Linked DNA regions of Mus musculus: regions 2 and 3 are each linked to region 1. Evidence: chromatin contacts called from public HiChIP or PLAC-seq and promoter capture Hi-C data. All regions are on one chromosome and are shown on one strand. Each heading gives the region's core, a stretch centred on a gene start, on an enhancer-like site or on the middle of the called end of the contact. The rest is flanking DNA. Distances are from core to core; before and after follow the strand shown. Region 1 holds the start of Cttn (cortactin). Region 2 holds the start of Ctsd (cathepsin D). Region 3 holds the start of Chid1 (chitinase domain containing 1).

What was found. Promoter capture Hi-C pulls out the DNA fragments that hold promoters and counts their contacts. HiChIP or PLAC-seq counts read pairs in DNA pulled down with a chosen protein or histone mark.
Region 2: a contact with region 1 is called in an H3K27ac HiChIP or PLAC-seq map of embryonic stem cells, with 4 times the contacts expected there. The contact joins the promoter of Ctsd here to the promoter of Cttn in region 1. A contact is called at or near these places in 1 of 39 promoter capture datasets (pre-B cells) and 2 of 115 datasets of contacts at active chromatin or transcription factors (embryonic stem cells and large pre-B cells).
Region 3: a promoter capture Hi-C map of liver shows a contact between it and region 1, with 3 times the contacts expected there. The contact joins the promoter of Chid1 here to the promoter of Cttn in region 1. A contact is called at or near these places in 2 of 39 promoter capture datasets (hippocampal neurons and liver).

Annotation. Positions count from the first base shown.
Region 1 is chr7:144,469,460-144,472,238 of GRCm38.p6, reverse strand. Cttn (cortactin) reads left to right here and starts at 1,304. Exons shown (of 18, transcript NM_007803.5): 1 at 1,304-1,550.
Region 2 is chr7:142,386,536-142,389,235 of GRCm38.p6, reverse strand. It overlaps Ctsd (cathepsin D), which reads left to right and starts at 1,409. Exons shown (of 9, transcript NM_009983.3): 1 at 1,409-1,499. The coding sequence starts at 1,432.
Region 3 is chr7:141,538,578-141,541,317 of GRCm38.p6, reverse strand. It overlaps Chid1 (chitinase domain containing 1), which reads left to right and starts at 1,490. Exons shown (of 13, transcript NM_001142681.2): 1 at 1,490-1,545.

The sequences.
Region 1 (2,779 bases), core at 55-2,554:
AGCCAGCTTAGCCTAGTGGATGAACTGCAGGCCAGAGAGATCCTGTCTCAAGCAGTGAGTGGCCTTCCTGAGGAAGATGCCAGAATGTGTCCTTGGACCTCTGTATGTGTGCTCATGCAGTTGAATGCACACTTACATGTGAATTGTGCACACACACATGGGAACATTCTCCTCTGACACCTGACATCTCTTTTTCCTTCCTGATCTATTCATAAATTTTGACAGTTTAGCCTTTTGTTTTCTGCCTTGTGGTGCTAAGGTTGGTACCAGGGCCCTGTACATACTAGACAGGCACTCTACCACTGAATTACATCCCTAACCTCCCTCTTTCATCTCCTTTCTCCTCCTCCTCCTTCTGGAGAGGGGGGCAGGAGAGACAGAATCCCTCACTTGGCTGATCAGGACCAGACTGGCCTCTAAGTGATCCACTTGGCCGCTGCCTTATTAGCTAGCTTTGTTATACAGTCCAGGACACCTGTCTAGGGATGGACCACAGTGGGTTGGCCCTCCTGTATCAAGACAATCATGCCCACAGAATAACCTAAATAAGACAAGTACACATTTGAGATTTTTTTAAAAAAAAATGTGATTCTAGGCTGTTTCAAGTTGACAGTTAATGTCAACTAGGACAGATAGATGAGTGGATGGATAGATAAGTAGATGGATGGTTGACACATGGGTGTATAGGTGACATGTTGGTTAGTTTTTGTCAACTTGACACTAGAGTAATCTTGGAAGAGGAAACCTCAGTTGATGAATTGCCATCAGACTGGCCTGTAGGCTAGTCTGTGGGGGCATTTTCTTGGTTACTGATTGATTCAGAAGGGCCCAACCCACCGTTGTGGGTTGCCACCCTTACACTGGTAGACCTGGGATGTGAAAGAAAGGCTGAGCAAGCCAGTATGCAGCACTCCTTCATAGTCTCTGTTTCAGTTCCTGCCCTGCCTGAGTTCCTGTTCTAACTTCCTTCCCTCAGTGATGGACTATAATTTATGAGCCAAATAAGCAGTTTTCTCCCCAAGCTGTATTTGATCAGTTCTTTTTGTTTTGTTTTGTTTTGTTTGTTTTTCGAGACAGGGTTCAGTTTTTTGATCACAATAGGAAGCAGATAGATGGAAGAATGGATGAACAGATGTATGGCTAGATGAGTGGGTGTATGGGTAGATGGGCAGAAGGACAGATTGGTGGATTGGTGGGTAGAAGATTGACAGGGGAGTGAATGATGCTGTGTAGATCCATGCGTGGGTAGAGAGTTGCAGGGTGGATACATGGTTGGAAGCTGGGTTGAGGGTGAATGTGTGTTGGACAGGGCTTGACGGGTGTTTCTAAATCGGATCTCCGCAGCTGACTGGCGGCCGAGCTGCCTATGAGTCCTGGAACTGTGTATCCTGCTTTCTTGATCAGCTAACAGGAATACGGGGCGGGGACGGCCTGGAATAGGGCGGGATCTTGCGTGGCCCCGGATGCGGCCCCGCCTCCGCGGAACCGGAAGTGAGCGGGCACAGGGAGCGGCGGGGCGCGGCGGGAGCCTGGTGGACCCTGCTGGTGCGGTGAGCGGGGGATGGGCGTCCTAGAGAGCTGCTGGGGGACAGGAAGGGTGTGGGATGATGAGTTGTCAGGGTGCCGGGCCTGGACGGGAGGTTGGGGTACAGGGTCTGGACTGGGCCCAGGTGATCCGAGTGCGGGGCAGGGTCGGGGCCCAGGGGTGCAGGGCCAGGATCTGTTGGTCGAGGCCTCGGAGTGTAGGGCTGGGACCCCTGAGTCAGGATTCCAGGCCAAAACCCGGTGTTCGCGGTGTGGGGCCGGGATTGTGACTTGGGGTGTGTGGCTGGGGTCGGGCGTCGGGACCCGGGCTGCAGGGCTAGGATCGGGGGTTGGAGTGCAGTGCTAGGAGGGGGAACCGGGGTGCAGAGTCAAGGCCAAGGGTTCGCGGTGTGGGTCCGAAATCGGGGGGTTGGGGTTGTGGTGTGGCGCTGGGATTCGGGATTCGGGGTGTAGGGCCAGGATTGGAGGCTCAAAGTCCCGGGTCGCAGGGTCTGGATGGGGACGTCGGAGCCCCGGGTATTGGGCAAGGATCGGAGGTTTCGGACACCAATGCTGAGCCGTTCATCCCGTCATTTGTGGAGTAGCTAGGGGTGCACAGCCGGTCTGGCTCTGAGGGGGCGGGCCCTAGGACACAGGCCCTAGGAATTTTGGACATAAAGAAAGGGGTGGGGTTTCAGAGCAGGAACCCAGGATGAAGTGCTAAGTCGGTTTGGGGTGTTCTAGGTCAGAGTGCATAATTATGGGTCTGTGGTAGTCAGAGTACCAGAACCTGGGAAAAGAATGTAGACCTGAGGCCTGGGAGATGCTGGTGGGGGTAAGGGGACTTTGCTTCTAGAATCTAGTGGAATGATGAGGGCCTGGGGGAAGCTGGTGGGCCTGGGGAGCCTGGGGTTCCAGAACCCAGTGGAATTATGAGGGTCCAAGGACCTGTAGGAAGTTGGTAAGGCTGAGCAGCCGGGTTCCAGCATTGGTCTCTAGTCCTCAGGACTGGGCTGAGAGGCCAACATCTGAGGAAAGGCCTGGGCACCTGAGGGAAATTTGCAATGGGGTCAATGGAAATCCAAGCGCCTAGCTTGCTTCCTGGAGCTAAGGAGCCTGGAATCCAGCCGCCCCTCCTCCTGGGTGTGTGCCCAGTCACTGCAGAGGTGTTTGGGCCTGGTATGTTCCTTTGTTTCCTCTTGGTCCGTGTGAGGGATGGGGACTTGTGGCCAGGGAGAAGGAATTCCCTGTTGTG
Region 2 (2,700 bases), core at 160-2,659, 2.1 Mb after region 1:
TGCCTCCAGTCATGCCGACACACATCTAATGGATGTCTCTATTGGCACCTGAGCACCCTGCAACACTATTTATGGCAGGGCTGGGAGAGCCAGCATGGTGCCCCAGAGGACCTTTCCCATTGCCCACCCATGGTCCAGCAATCATCTCTAGATAGCAACTCTAGGAAGCAAATGGCAACTCCAGGGCCAGACCCTGTCTCTTGGGCTACCAAAGAATAGTCTTAGATTCAAAGGAGTAGAGGGTCAGATTCCAAGATCTTAGGGCAGCTCTCGCCCTCACACCCAAGCTTTAAGCAATGTGTGGAGTGCTGACTGTGGAGGCAGGATCCAGGCTGTGGTGACCCACGTGTAGCTATTAACACTGACCCTGAGTGGAGAGCCTTGGCAGAGGTCAAGTGCCCAACTTGATGTAACTTGATGGGAATTGTAGCTTTGAACCTGGGGAACCAGAACAGCTCATGTGTCCATGTGTAGAGTGGACTTAGAGGCATCCACCTCCTCAATACAGGTAGAACATGTCCAAAAGCGCTCCCGGGATCAGACCCTGGCAAGGCTCCTCTGCGTTCCTGTCCTTGTATGGACACCACCTCTCAGAGAGGACATTCCCCTTAAATGCCTTTCTGGGCTCAGCTCTCCATGATGGAGAGCTGGACTCTGCCTCTCTCAAACAGCACCCAATTCATTTGCTGACACCAAGCAGGGCATTAAAGAGTGAAGTAGTTAAGACCCAAGTGGCGATTGCAACCCTGGTCTCATCTCACTGTACACCCTACCCCTTGTATCAATAGATGCATAGTCCAGGACTAGGCCTGCAATCAACATTGCTACATTATGGAATGTGCATGTTAGGTGTTCCAGCTTAAATAAAAAGGGTGTTGCTCTGGGGAGATGAGTAGGTAGTGGAGCTTTGAAGAGGGTGAAGTTTGCTGGTCCAAGAGTCCAGAGAGGCTCCAGGGAAATTCTCAAGGAGGAACAGAGCTGAAAGAGAAAAGGCTTAGGTTTAAGCTGGCATCCAGGAGAGGGTCAGGGCCCAATCAGACAAAGACCACATCCTGGTAGTGGGCACCCCAATTATGCAAAAAAGACAGATTAAGGGAGGGGCGGAGCTGAGGGCAGGATCCGCCCCTCTGGATGCTTCCGGGCCTGCCTGGTCTTCCTTCCCCCACGTGACCTGTATCCAGTCATTCTCCGGTCCCAGGAAAGTGGGCGGGCGCGTTCCCGAGAGCCGTGCGTAGGCCTGGAGTAGGGCACGCCTGCGCCCGGGCAGTGTTGGAGGCGGGTTCGGGTCGCCCCGCCCCTCGCCCGCGTCTCACGTGACCCGTTGAGGGCCAAACAAGCGGGTCAGCTGACTCCGCGGGACTGCGGCGTCATCCTGCCTATAAGCCGGCGACCTCTGGCTTTAAGCTTTGCTCTCTTCGGGCCGCCGCGACCATGAAGACTCCCGGCGTCTTGCTGCTCATTCTCGGCCTCCTGGCTTCGTCCTCCTTCGCGATTATCAGGTGAGGACCCGCTCTGGGTCCGGAGATGCGGGGCTCGTCACCTGGAGTGCCGCGTGCTCCGGCCGTGCTGGAATGCACCTGTGCACCCAGCGCAGCCTTCCTCAGGGTCCCACAGACTATGGGGCGAGACACTCAAAAGGCAGGGGTCTCCTGGGCCCCTCTCCACTCCTATGACTCCTATGGTCGAACAGGAGGGTACAGTAGGGTGGCCACAAGTGGGTCTGACTCCAACCTCGCCTCTGTGTGTGTGTGTGTGTGTGTGTGTGTGTGTGTGTGTGTGTGTGTAGCGGGGCGGCCGCTTCTGAGGAGAAGTGCTGCCCCATGGATAGGATTCTGTTGAACCCAGCTGTGGAAGTTGGAAAACCTAGTAGGCCCTTGCCCCCCTGAACTTCCTCAGGCCTTTCCTTTTAAGGGACCCTGTTTGACAGCTGTGCACTGGTGCATAGCCCTAGAAGTTTACTCAAAGATGATCCCCCCTGTCCTGGGTGGTGAATCTCTCCTCCTCCCTCCTGAGTTGCACAAGTCCCAGAGAGAGAAGGTATGGAGTGGCCCAGTTCAAATACCTTGGAGCTGAGGTCTACCCCACTGGGGACCAGGCCCTTCTCAGGCCCGTGGACTTGGCCTTTGTGCTAGATGAGGTCTTGGTGGTAGCCCGTGTGTTTTCCCACTCTGTGAGTCCCTGGTCGTGGCAGGTGGCTGAGGCCGTAGGCTGCGGGAGTAGAGCTGGCTCTGCCGGCTGGGCACCAGGGTTGGGTGGGAAGGAGCCCAGTCTGTAGGCTGCAAGCTGTGGGTGGGTAGCCTCAGTGGAGCCATTGTAGGGAGTGGCCTAGGCTTGATCCTGCCCTGGGCTTGCCTGCCCTGCCCTCAGGCTTCTCTTCTCTGGGAAGAGGTGTTGTGGACTCCAGGATCCCTGAGACTAGGCACCAGAAACAAAGCCACACTCTTAGGCTTGTTGGCATGTTTCCTGACCTTTGCAGGGTGTGTGCCTCCCCTAAGCCCCAGGCCAGAAGCCTGCCTCTTCCAGCCCACTACTCTTAGGCAAGACTCCTATGTCTCTCAGAGCATGCACTGTGCATGCCAGGAAAGGTCAGCTGTGACCTTGGCTACAAATCCCTGGGCAGAGAAGTTTCAACAAGTGATTACAGATCAGCTCTCCTTGGGAACAGGAGCAAACTGGGGGTGGGGGGTGGGGTGGTGGTGG
Region 3 (2,740 bases), core at 241-2,740, 2.9 Mb after region 1:
GGCTCCTGAGCATCTGTCTAATGGAACCCTGAAAGGGGCTGGTCTTGAGTTCTGTTTTTCTCTCCTTTCTGTTCTTAAGAGTCTGCAACACAGACTGGGAGTGGAATCCTTAGTGGACTTTGCCAAGTCTTTAGCTCAAAGACCTCTTACATCAGTCAGATCCAAATGCCTTCGCTGGTTTAAAAGAATGATGGTCTCTTTAGTATTGCTTGGACTGAACAATTCTCAGGACATCCACCTCTCCAGAGTTCTGCCCACTTGGAATCACTGTTCTGGGCATTTGTTCCTAGTAGGGTGCTGAGCTGGATGCCAGGAAAGCAGATGGTGATGCACAGCATGCCTTAGCATACACACCCAGCCCCGCCCCTGTAGAAAGGCTTGGGGGACAGCTGGCAGAAAATATGGGGAAGAGAAAGGAGGAAACGTGATTCGGAAGGAAGAACACGAAGCTCAGCTCAGTGAGAAACCTCTGCAGCAGCAGGAATGGGGAAACAGCCGCACTGCAAATCCTGGAACAGACCATAGTGGAGTGGGCCAGAGGGTTTAACTGGGTGTGGACAGGCCAAATGTGGTTTCTGCAGGAAACTGCTGGGAACAGCAAGGGATGGGGGTGGGGACTAGTCAGCTTGATGAAAAATAAAAATGCTGGTCACGTGTGCTTTCAACCCACTCGAAGAAGTGTCTGGGCTCCTCTTGCTAAAGCTGAGATGGGGGTGGGGAGCGTGGTGTCTGCCTCTGTGGGTTCTAGCTCCTACAATTTGCAAGACCAAAAACGAGGACCAAGACAGCTCTGGGATTTAGGCAGATAGAATGTTCGCTGTGCTAGGCCATCTGGAGAAGGATGTTATATTGCCTGGAGCAGTGTCTCTACTGGAGACAGTGTAGTGGGCACTGCAAACCTATAGATAGTGACAGAAATGTGGCAACTGGGATAATGTGGAGGTTCAAAGACTTGGCGCACAGTCTGTCCTGACACATCTGGGAGACTACGGAACTGACTATGCGCATAGTGACCCACGTCCCCCATACTTGACAGGGATGGGTTCCCAAGACCCTAAAGGCCTTGGTGGTCACATAAGTGGACGTAATGTAGACTTCAGCACAGTGCTGAGGCAGCCAGCCATCAATCCCGGAGAGGGGATGTTCAACATCACCACCAACTTCTCTGGGAGGATTTCGGGATCTGACCCCACTATTCTGCTGTACGACAGGCCCTTGATCAATAGAGGGACTGGCTGCAGGAGCGGAAACAGCACCTACGGCTACGAAGTACACGTTCCGCACACTCAGCTCTGTCTTCATCCAACTGACGGTCCCGATCCACTCTCAGCCCTTCTCCAGCTCGCCGGTCGCTACGAGGCTCCACCTCTAACTCCGCCCTCCAGCCATCTCGGTCCCGCCCCATCCCAGCGTGCCGTGCGCAAGGCATCTAGGAAGCTGGCGTGGCGCAGCGGGAGCTTGTGGAGGCCAGTGGGCGGGACTTCCGGTTGATTAAATCGTCTTCCGGCCGTGCTTGATGGGTCTGGCCGGTCTCCTGACATGAAGGTGAGCCCGGCTGTGGCGGCAATGGGACTGCTTCATCTTCCGCGTCACAATGCGGGAACGTCGGGCAGCGAGGCTCTCCCCGGACAGAACGGGCAGAGTGTGAGCGGGAAGGAGAGGGCACGGATGAGAGCAATATGGGAGCTATGAATGTGAGGGCGAGGAAGTGAGTGAGGATGAGAGGGTTTGAGGGGGAGAGCGATCGTGTCAGTGTGAGAAGAAACAGATGTGAGGGTGAGTGGGAGCTCGTGCGGAATAAGCAGATGTGAGGGTGAGCTGGTGGAAGAAACAGATGTGAGGGTGAGTAGGTGTCAGAAAGCAGGTGTGTCAGCCTGAGAGTAAGGGCGTATGTGAGAGAGCGAGCGGGTGTGAGGGCCCGAATGGGTGAGGGGAGATGTGAGAACATGGACTTTATTAGGGGTGAGAAAGCGAGTGGGGATGAGTATGAGCAAGGGTGAGAGAGTGTTAGGGTGAGAGCAGGTATGGGAGAGAGTGTGACATTGTTCTTTAGTAGAAGTGTGAGCGCCAAGTGTGTGACTGTGAGGAAGCTTTCGAGCCAACAGTAATCTGAGAATATGAGCGAGCACAGGCCGTTGCATAAAATCAAGAGAGCCCGTAGCGATGGCTTTAATCCTAGCACCCGGGAGGCAAAGGCTGGCAGATGGATCTCTGTGAGTCCGAGGCCACCCTGGTCTATAGAGTGAGTTTCAGGTCAGCCAGGGCCACATAGCAAGACCCTGTCTCCAAAAAAGAGTTTGGGGGTGGGGCAAAAGAAGCCGCAGGAAGCACGTGTGAACAGCACAGTAGTGAATGTGTTAAGTTTATGTATGTGCCAGTGTAGCTGGATATGAAGAAACATGGGTGAGTGGTGTATAAAGGAGTATAAACATGAACCAGGATGTAAGATAACGAAGTCAGAGATTTCAGATATGTGAGTTAGTGTGCATAGCTTGTGGAGCCACAAATGAACGAACGATGACATGAGTGTGCAAACGAGTTAGCAAGGCCAGAGTGGCTGTCGGGCATAGAGAATGAGCTCTATGTGGAGGGCCCAGCCTCAGGTAGGAGGGTATACAGCAAGTTGTATGGGTTCCTTCAAGTTTGCTAGGTACATGAGGCCTTACCCTCAGCGCAGCCTCAAATCTTGAACACTCTGTGATGGAAAATTTCCAAAGAACTTTCCACAGATCTCTAGACT